Regions from separate parts of the Oryctolagus cuniculus genome. Here region 2 is linked to region 1. The links are chromatin contacts, called in public Hi-C maps. All regions are on one chromosome and are shown on one strand. Each heading gives the region's core, a stretch centred on a gene start, on an enhancer-like site or on the middle of the called end of the contact. The rest is flanking DNA. Distances are from core to core; before and after follow the strand shown. Region 1 has its middle 49 kb from the start of CCDC25. Region 2 holds the start of CLU (clusterin).

The links. Hi-C and Micro-C count contacts between places; a contact is called where the count stands out from the background.
Region 2: a contact with region 1 is called in a Hi-C map of an unstated tissue, with 3 times the contacts expected there. The contact joins the promoter of CLU here to the enhancer-like site in region 1. A contact is called at or near these places in 2 of 6 Hi-C or Micro-C datasets (skin fibroblasts and an unstated tissue).

The regions. Positions count from the first base shown.
Region 1 is chr2:46,488,063-46,491,905 of mOryCun1.1, forward strand. No RefSeq gene overlaps it. Among named protein-coding and RNA genes, the nearest start is that of CCDC25, 49 kb to the left of the region's middle. Within about 2 kb of position 1,634, at least 2 of the 8 cell types and tissues checked have an H3K27ac peak or open chromatin away from gene starts, as enhancers often do.
Region 2 is chr2:46,603,723-46,607,565 of mOryCun1.1, forward strand. CLU (clusterin) reads left to right here and starts at 1,689. Exons shown (of 9, transcript NM_001082049.2): 1 at 1,689-1,714.

The DNA of each region.
Region 1 (3,843 bases), core at 384-2,883:
TGAGCACTAGCATTTGGAGTTCACAACTTGCCCCCTACCCTTCCCGAATCCTTAGGAGCCTGCCTGGAATGTTGGCCAGTGTACTAGTGTCTCTGTCTGTTTGAAAGGCAGAGAGAGATCTTCCATCTGCTGGTTCATTTCCCAAATGGCTATATCTAGCTGGGCCGCACTGCAGCTGGGAGTCAAGAACTCCATCTGGGTATCCCGTGTGGCTGGCAGGAGCCCAAGTACCTGAAATGTCTTTGCTACCTCCCAGGGTACTGCACATTAACAGGAAGTTGGATCTGAAGCAGAGTCATTGGGACTTGAACTAGACATTCCAATATCATGTAGGTGTCCCAAATGAAAGTTTAACGTACTCCACCACCCACCTGTTTTGTGTAGCAACAATAAAATACTAAGACAAGATACCTTATAAGTAAAGAGATTCGTTTGGGTAGCAGTCCAGCTGACTGGACGATCCAAACGGCAGGGGGCCAGAAATCTGGTGAGAACCTCCTTGCCTGTGACACAACATGGCAGAGACTTGAAGGAGAAATGGCAATGTGCCAAAGAGGGCATGCTCACGGTGTGGCCTCGCTCTGTAACAACCTGCTCTCTGGAGAATTCACTCAACCCCTTAGGATCCATAACTCCCCTGGAGCCTCATGATCTAATCAGTATCCGCTGGGCTCCACCACTTCTCCACCTCCACACTGGGACCAAGCTCTTAGAACATGAACCTTTTGGGGGACAGACTATATCTAAACCATAGTGGCAGGTGTGAGGCTGCAAATTTGAAGACTTCCTGAAATGATTTCGCTGATCACTGTGGGGTTCTGGACTCGTAGTTGAATTTTACTCCTTTTCTCACAGAGCTTCCCCTAATGTTATTCAGAACGTTTGCAGGGACGTACTGGGATTGAGAGAATTGCACAAATGTAAGTTTTTCTCCCATGTAAGACATTCTTGAACCCTTAAATGTCTAAGAGCAGACAGTTGGGATATGGTTCTCTAGTTAGGGCAACACCTGCATCCTTAGGTTTTAAATGCCTTAGCTACTAGAATTGTGGGGTTTAAATGTTTTAGCGAATGAATCTATATGGGAAATGTAGTTTGAAACCAGAATTACTCCAGAAAAATTGAGAGATCCATGCCTATATTAGTAAACCGAAAACAGATATCCTGTCTCTCTCCATCTGTTAACTGTGTTTTGGCAGTTTCTACATACCTCTGTTTTTATGTCTCACATTGATTGCTTGGCTTTGGCTTTCTGATTTCCTGGTTATATCAATTATTGGAGGGACTGAACCGCCCATCTTAGTGGTCCCTGCATTGCATGTGCTAATGGGCATTGACTCAACATTTTCCACTTTTGAGTGTAGCCATGGAATGGCAAACAGGGGAATTCTATTACTCTAGAAATCCCTGTAGCTTTTGCTGGTTCCCAAACCTGGTAAGTGGGTGTCAATATTTAAGTCTGAGAAAACAGATGGAATTCTCCAAAGTCAGTATTGTGCTTTGTTCCCACATCAACCAGCCCCTTGTAACCACCGCTGCTGTAAAAATAGGGAACTAATGGCCTGATATTTCACGGCCTGCCTGGAGGAGGTCTGAGCTGCCCAGACACCTGTTTTGGTTTCTGCCTCAGCAGTTTGCTTTGTGTTGAGAAGGCTAACATTTGCTTATGATTTCAGAAGAGAGCCGGTCTTTCAGGTATTACAGGCTGAGCTATTGATCTTGAAACTTCTGGACCCTTGGCAAAGACACAGTGGAGCATCAACAGGTTACAAATGGAAAAAGATACAGAGAAAATATCACTGGAGTCACTGTGCAGTACCCTTTAACCAGCCCAGACTTGCCAGGACTGTGTTCAGCAACAAAGCCCTTGCCTTCATGTGCTGACATCCCTTCGTGATTGAAATTTTTATTTTGTGATTAACGTCCTTGGCCTCCATGAGGCTTACATAACTCATTTCAAAATCAGACGTACTTTTAAGAGAGCCTTTGGAAAGGGATGGGAGGGTCTGAAATAGATAAAGCTTACATCTTGTTACAAACAAAGGCCGTATTGGTGACTTTGATTAGAAAGTGTTTCAATGAGAAGGGAGACGGAAGTCCATGTTCTGGTCTCCCAGCGAAAGGTGAGCTGCTCCCAGCTTGTCACCTGTCTGCCATGGAGGAGTGTTGTGCTGCCTGGTTTAAAACCAGTTATGGTCAGGGCTTTGTAACACACTAGAACTTTAGCTAACAAAACAATACACCAGTTACCTGGGCTTTTCTCCTCATCTGTTAAAACAAGAGCTGAGGCTAAAGCTAATCTATGGAGAGTAAAGGAAACAAACCTCTCACTTAAGGATGCTGCTTCCTCCTTTGGGACCTTGGAGGAAAGACCCCCCAGGATCCTCTGGGCTTCAGGGTCAGAAAGAAGTATTAACACATTTTGTTAAGTACACGTGGATCTGAATTCAAATACAAGCAAAGGTATGGGTGAAACTGTTCCCCAGCTTCCTTTCCGGAGGGCCACCAGTGTTGCCGGTGTTTCTATAAAAGGCAGAAATTCTTGAAGTGTGTGGGGAGCAACTCGGACTAGACTAAGTTACTGGAATTAAGACTTATTCTATGCATCTGCTCTCCCACAATATGGCGCTGGGAAGGGAGAAACAGCTTCTACACAGCTGCCTCCAGTTCAACCAATAAACTGTAGGACCTGCTCCTGATTGGAGGAGAGCAGCGTACTTGGTGTGTGGGCAGCCGAGTTGGGGTTGGCGGAGGAGGACTATAAAGGAGGAGAGAGACGGCATGCACCAGGAATATCTAAGGGGAACATCTGAAGGAACACCTGTGCAGCCCCCAAGAGAGCCGGCCGGCGGTGTGCCGCTCCCCCGCGGAAGTGGGGAATGTGGCAGGGGGAACCGCCCTTCCACGGAGGTGGAAGGGTCGGTAGCCAACCCGGGAAGAACCAGCAGCAAACCCGGGAAGGGCCGAGCAGACAAAAGAACAGCGCAGGGTCCTGTGTCGTTCCTCCACAAAGACGGGGAGCGACAAAGTGGACTCACTTCAGCTAGGAGATTCTGTATTCTTCCCACCCTGGAAGAATCAATAGCTCAGCTAAAGAGGGAGAGGAGAGAGGCTTCTCTCTGCCTTTGTCTCTGGAGCATTTAATCCAAGAAAAACACCCAGAGATTTCCCAGGCATCACACCTGGCAGCTGGGACTTTAGGGCAGATATAAGTACAGAAATGGAAATGGGCAAAGGGATTAGAAATCCTTTGGTGTCTGCTCAGGAGCCAACCTCTGCAGGGACGTTGAGTTACAACATAGATTATCTTTTTTTTTTTTTTTTTTTTTTTTTTTTTGACAGAGTGGACAGAGAGAGAGAGATGGAGAGAAAGGTCTTCCTTTTTCCGTTGGTTCACCCCCCAATGGCCGCTGTGGCCAGCACACCGCGCTGATCTGAAGCCAGGAGCCAGGTGCTTCTGGTCTCCCATGCGGGTGCAGGGCCCAAGCACTTGGGCCATCCTCCACTGCACTCCCGAGCCACAGCAGAGAGCTGGACTGGAACCCGACCGGGACTAGAACCTGGTGTGCCGGCGCCGCAGGCGGAGGATTAGCCTATTGAGCCGCGGCGCCAGCCGGATTATCTCTTAATAAGCTCCTATGTTTCAGTTAAAGTCATCTCAGTGGAGAACGATCTGAAGAAGCATGGGAGAAAACTGTTTAGTTTCACTTCAGTGTGGGCTTTGGTAGAGAGGAAGAACAGGCCTCAGGCAACTCCAGATGTCTGTGCCCAAACCACCTCTTGATTGCATCCACAACCAGACGAGGCCAGGCTGCCTCCTCGCACCCCATCAGAAAGCACAGG
Region 2 (3,843 bases), core at 439-2,938, 120 kb after region 1:
TGCAGAGGGCAGAAACTGAGGCCTGAGGGCAGTGATTGGTCCCATCAACCCACCGGGAGACCTCTGTGCCCCAAGCCCACAGTTGTCTCACTTCTTCACAGACCAAGCAGCTCCCCCATCCTGCCTCCTTCAGACAGGTAGGGGCCTAGTGGCCCCTGGCACGTGGGCTGTGCCCCCATAGACGTGAAGAGAAGGCAGCCGTCGCTGGAATCCTGATCTTCTTTAAGCCTGTTTGGTTTGCATGGTTTCCCAAATCTGCCCCCCCCCGACTCCAGCCCTGCCCCAAACCAAGCTACCTGTCCCTGGGGGTCCCTCTGCATCCCCCCACCCCCCCCACCCCCCACAGCAGCAGCAACAACAGCATGATAGCAACTGCCCTGTCAGCATCGCCCTCTCTCCTGGAGCTCAGACTTCCTGGGGATGCAGAGTAGAAAGCTCAGCTCCTTCCCCAAGCAGCAGCTGCACCTTAGGGCCTTCCGAGTGTCCCCCCCTGTCCCCTCCTCTCTCAGCAGGAGGGACTCTGGGCAGTTGCAGCCTCCTGGATCCTTCTGCACACAGATGCAGCGGTGAAGGGCCCCCAGTGGAAGGAAAACACAGCACCCTTGTAAAACGCTATTAAGGGCCGGCGGCGCGGCTCACTAGGCTAATCCTCCACCTGGGGCGCCGGCACCCTGGGTTCTAGTCCCCGTTGGGGTGCCGGATTCTGTCCTGGTTGCTCCTCTTCCAGTCCAGCTCTCTGCTGTGGCCCGGGAAGGCAGTGGAGGATGGCCCAAGTGCTTGGGTCCTGCACCTGCATGGGAGACCAGGAGGAAGCACCTGGCTCCTGGCTTCGGATTAGCGCAGCGCCGGCTGTGGTGGCCATTTGGGGGGAGTGAACCAACGGAGAGAAGACCTTTCTCTCTGTCTCTCTCACTGTCTAACTCTGCCTGTCCAAAAAAAAAAAAAAAAGCTATTAAGACGTTCAAGGCTGTTCGAGCCCCATCCTTACAAAGTCCACCGCACTTGGCTGGGTCCCAGATGCACAGGGATGATAACTGCTTGGGTTCCATGAATTAGGGAGCCAGGAGAGGCCTCTGCTTCCCCAAAAAACTTGATCTGCGAATTCCCAAACACATTTCTGTTTCCTCCAGGAGAGGCGGGTCTTCCAGGGACCACCAGGTCAGCGCGATGGCTGAAGGCGCTGGCATTTCAATACTTGATGTGTTCCCGGGAAGCCCAAGGCCCGCACCATTCCTGACACTGTCCTGTTGGAATACAAGAGAAGTGGTGTTTAATGTGAACCATTAACGGGCCGGAGAACTGAGAGATTATCTTTCGGACTGGGGGCCGGCCAGGAGGGCAGTGGACCCCCACTAAGGATGCACACAGGGCCGGCCAGCTCTTCCTTCCTGGGACGCGGTGCCCCAAGCTGCCTAGCTGAGTCTCTGGGGAGCAGGGAGCGGTACTCGGCCACACCCCAGGCCATTGGCCATTCGCGATGCCCATGCGCCCCCCGGCGCCCCTCGCCCGTTGCTGCATCGGCGCCCCCCCCCAACACCCCGCTTCCAGAATGCTCCCCGCGCATTCTACGGCATTCTTTGGGCGTGAGTCATGCAGGTTTGCAGCCAGCCCCGAAGGGGGTGTACGCGAGCCGAGCACTATAAATACGGCGCTTCACGCGGCTCTCCACGCGGCGTCGCCAGGAGGAGCGCACGAGCGCCGGCGCCGCAGACCGGTGAGACGTCCCCGTATTTCCTAGCCCTGCACCGAGCCACCCCGAGACAGACAGATGAGCAGCCGGGGGTGGCAGCCAGGTGGGGAGCGGTGACAGCTCGCGCTTCCGAGGAAGCCGGGGCAGCCCAGGAGGAGAGGTGATGGGAGCCCCATCCCCAGCAGCCGAGCCGGGGGACGAATGGCTGCGGGTGGCGCGCAGGTTGGGAGTCCCCGTGCATATTGGCTGTAAGGCTGTAATCACAGCTTTGTGACCGTCCATCGGACAGGTGTACCGATCCTCTTTTTTCAAAGGCTCGGGGACTGCGGGGGACTGCGGCGCCCTGCCGGTGGCGGGGCTGGCCTGCGCGGGGGTCCTCCCCGCAGCATCTCCGCGGTGGAGGTGCCGAGCCCTCAGCTGTGGCTGCTGGCTTGCGTGCATGAGTCATCATGTTTTCTCCTGGGTTCTGTAGTACTCCGGAGGGCGCGTTGTAAGTACCATGCTGTGGGTTTAAGTATACACTGCAGCCCCATAAAGCCTACTTTTTCTGCTTCTTCAAGTGCACCTGAGATGCAGTAGAGCAAAGTCACACAAGCTCCGTCAGGCCTCAGCCGGCGGTGCCGCCTTCTCATTTCACAGATGGTAATCTAAAGCCCGCAGAGATTCAGGACTTCTGGCTCCAGCCCTAAACAGCAGCTAGTTAGCTCACCTGGGATTAGAATTGAAGCCCTTGACTTTTCCGAATTTCTGGGTTTAGTGAGAAACATAAGCTTATTATGGTTTTTGTTTTGCTTTGCTTTTAAAGAGCAAGGTTAAGAATTTAAAAGTCAGTGTAACAACATCCAGTTTTGGTACTTAATGATACTCCTTTTTTTCTTTAATAAAGGATATTTATTTGAATTAAAAAAATTTAAAAGTAGGCACAAATGTGATAAAAGGATGCTCCTGGGAGTGTTAGTTATAGTAATAATTAACTGGTGGGATATTTGCAGTCATTTAAATGCCTGACCTTGTGAGAATGGTAAGCCAAGCTCTGGCACGTCAGAAAATGGAGTATCATATGTTGCAAAAGTGTTTTTTTTTTACAGCATACTTGAGGGCAGGGGATAGAAAGGAGTTGGTTGCATAAACGTGCATAGAAAATACAAGGAAACAGACCACAAGGCTAATGTTTGCCCCTAGATGGTAGGAATTACAGGTGACAGACAGCTTTTGTCTGCTTTCTTTGGGGTTTAGCTTTCCACATGGTGGGGGGGCAGTAGTATAGGATCTGGGCCTCAGGCTGGAAACTCTGTACTTCCCCAGGCCTGCTCCTCCCTCCAGCTCCCTCTCGGTTTTCTTAGGCTTCTAAGCCTTTAGCTGGGGGACCTCTGGCTTTGGGGGTGGCCCTTGGAAGCCCCACAGGAGGCTGCCGAGTGTAAAGGCTCCGGGGAGGGTGTGCCTGGTGCAGAGCAAAGCTGCACTCCGAGTAGCCATCTCCTCTCCTCCTCCTCCTTCCCCTTCCTCTTGCCCGAGTTGGCCTTTGGCTGGAAGGAGCCAGGCCAGGTGGTCCCAGTGGGGAGAAGAGGGCTGTGACCTTGGCCTGGCCTGGTTGTGCATGGCGGTCCGCACCAGGGTCCAGGCCAGTCCCCGACAGGGCGAGCGGACAAGTGAGGCAGTCGAGGTGGGCAGTCGGGATGGGCAGCTGGTGTTCTAGCACTCTCCTTAGATGGGCGCCGTCCACACGGCAGGGCACCGTCCACACGGCAGGCCTGCGAGAAAGGCGGGTTCCGATCCCACACCAGCATTATCACAAGGCCTCAGGGAGAGTCAGGTGCTCTAAAAGGGAGCCCCTTGTCTCACAGAGACAAAGCCATGCTCTCTGAGGGCACCTGGCCCTGTGCCTGCTGCAGGTTGCCTACTACTCTCCAGAAACACCAGTTAGATCTTGCCAAAGCCGAGGGTCATGCCTCAGTCTGGTTTAGAGGCGTGTAAGTCAGTCAGAACTTACTATGATTATATAAGGCCCTTGTGTTTACAGAACATGTTCATGTTCCTGAGGTCTACATTAGGTCCATTTTACAGATGGAGAAACCAGGGCTCATAGGTTTAAGTGGCTGGTGTCAAGGAAAGATACTGGACTGGGAGCTGAGATGGCTGGGCTCTTATCTGCG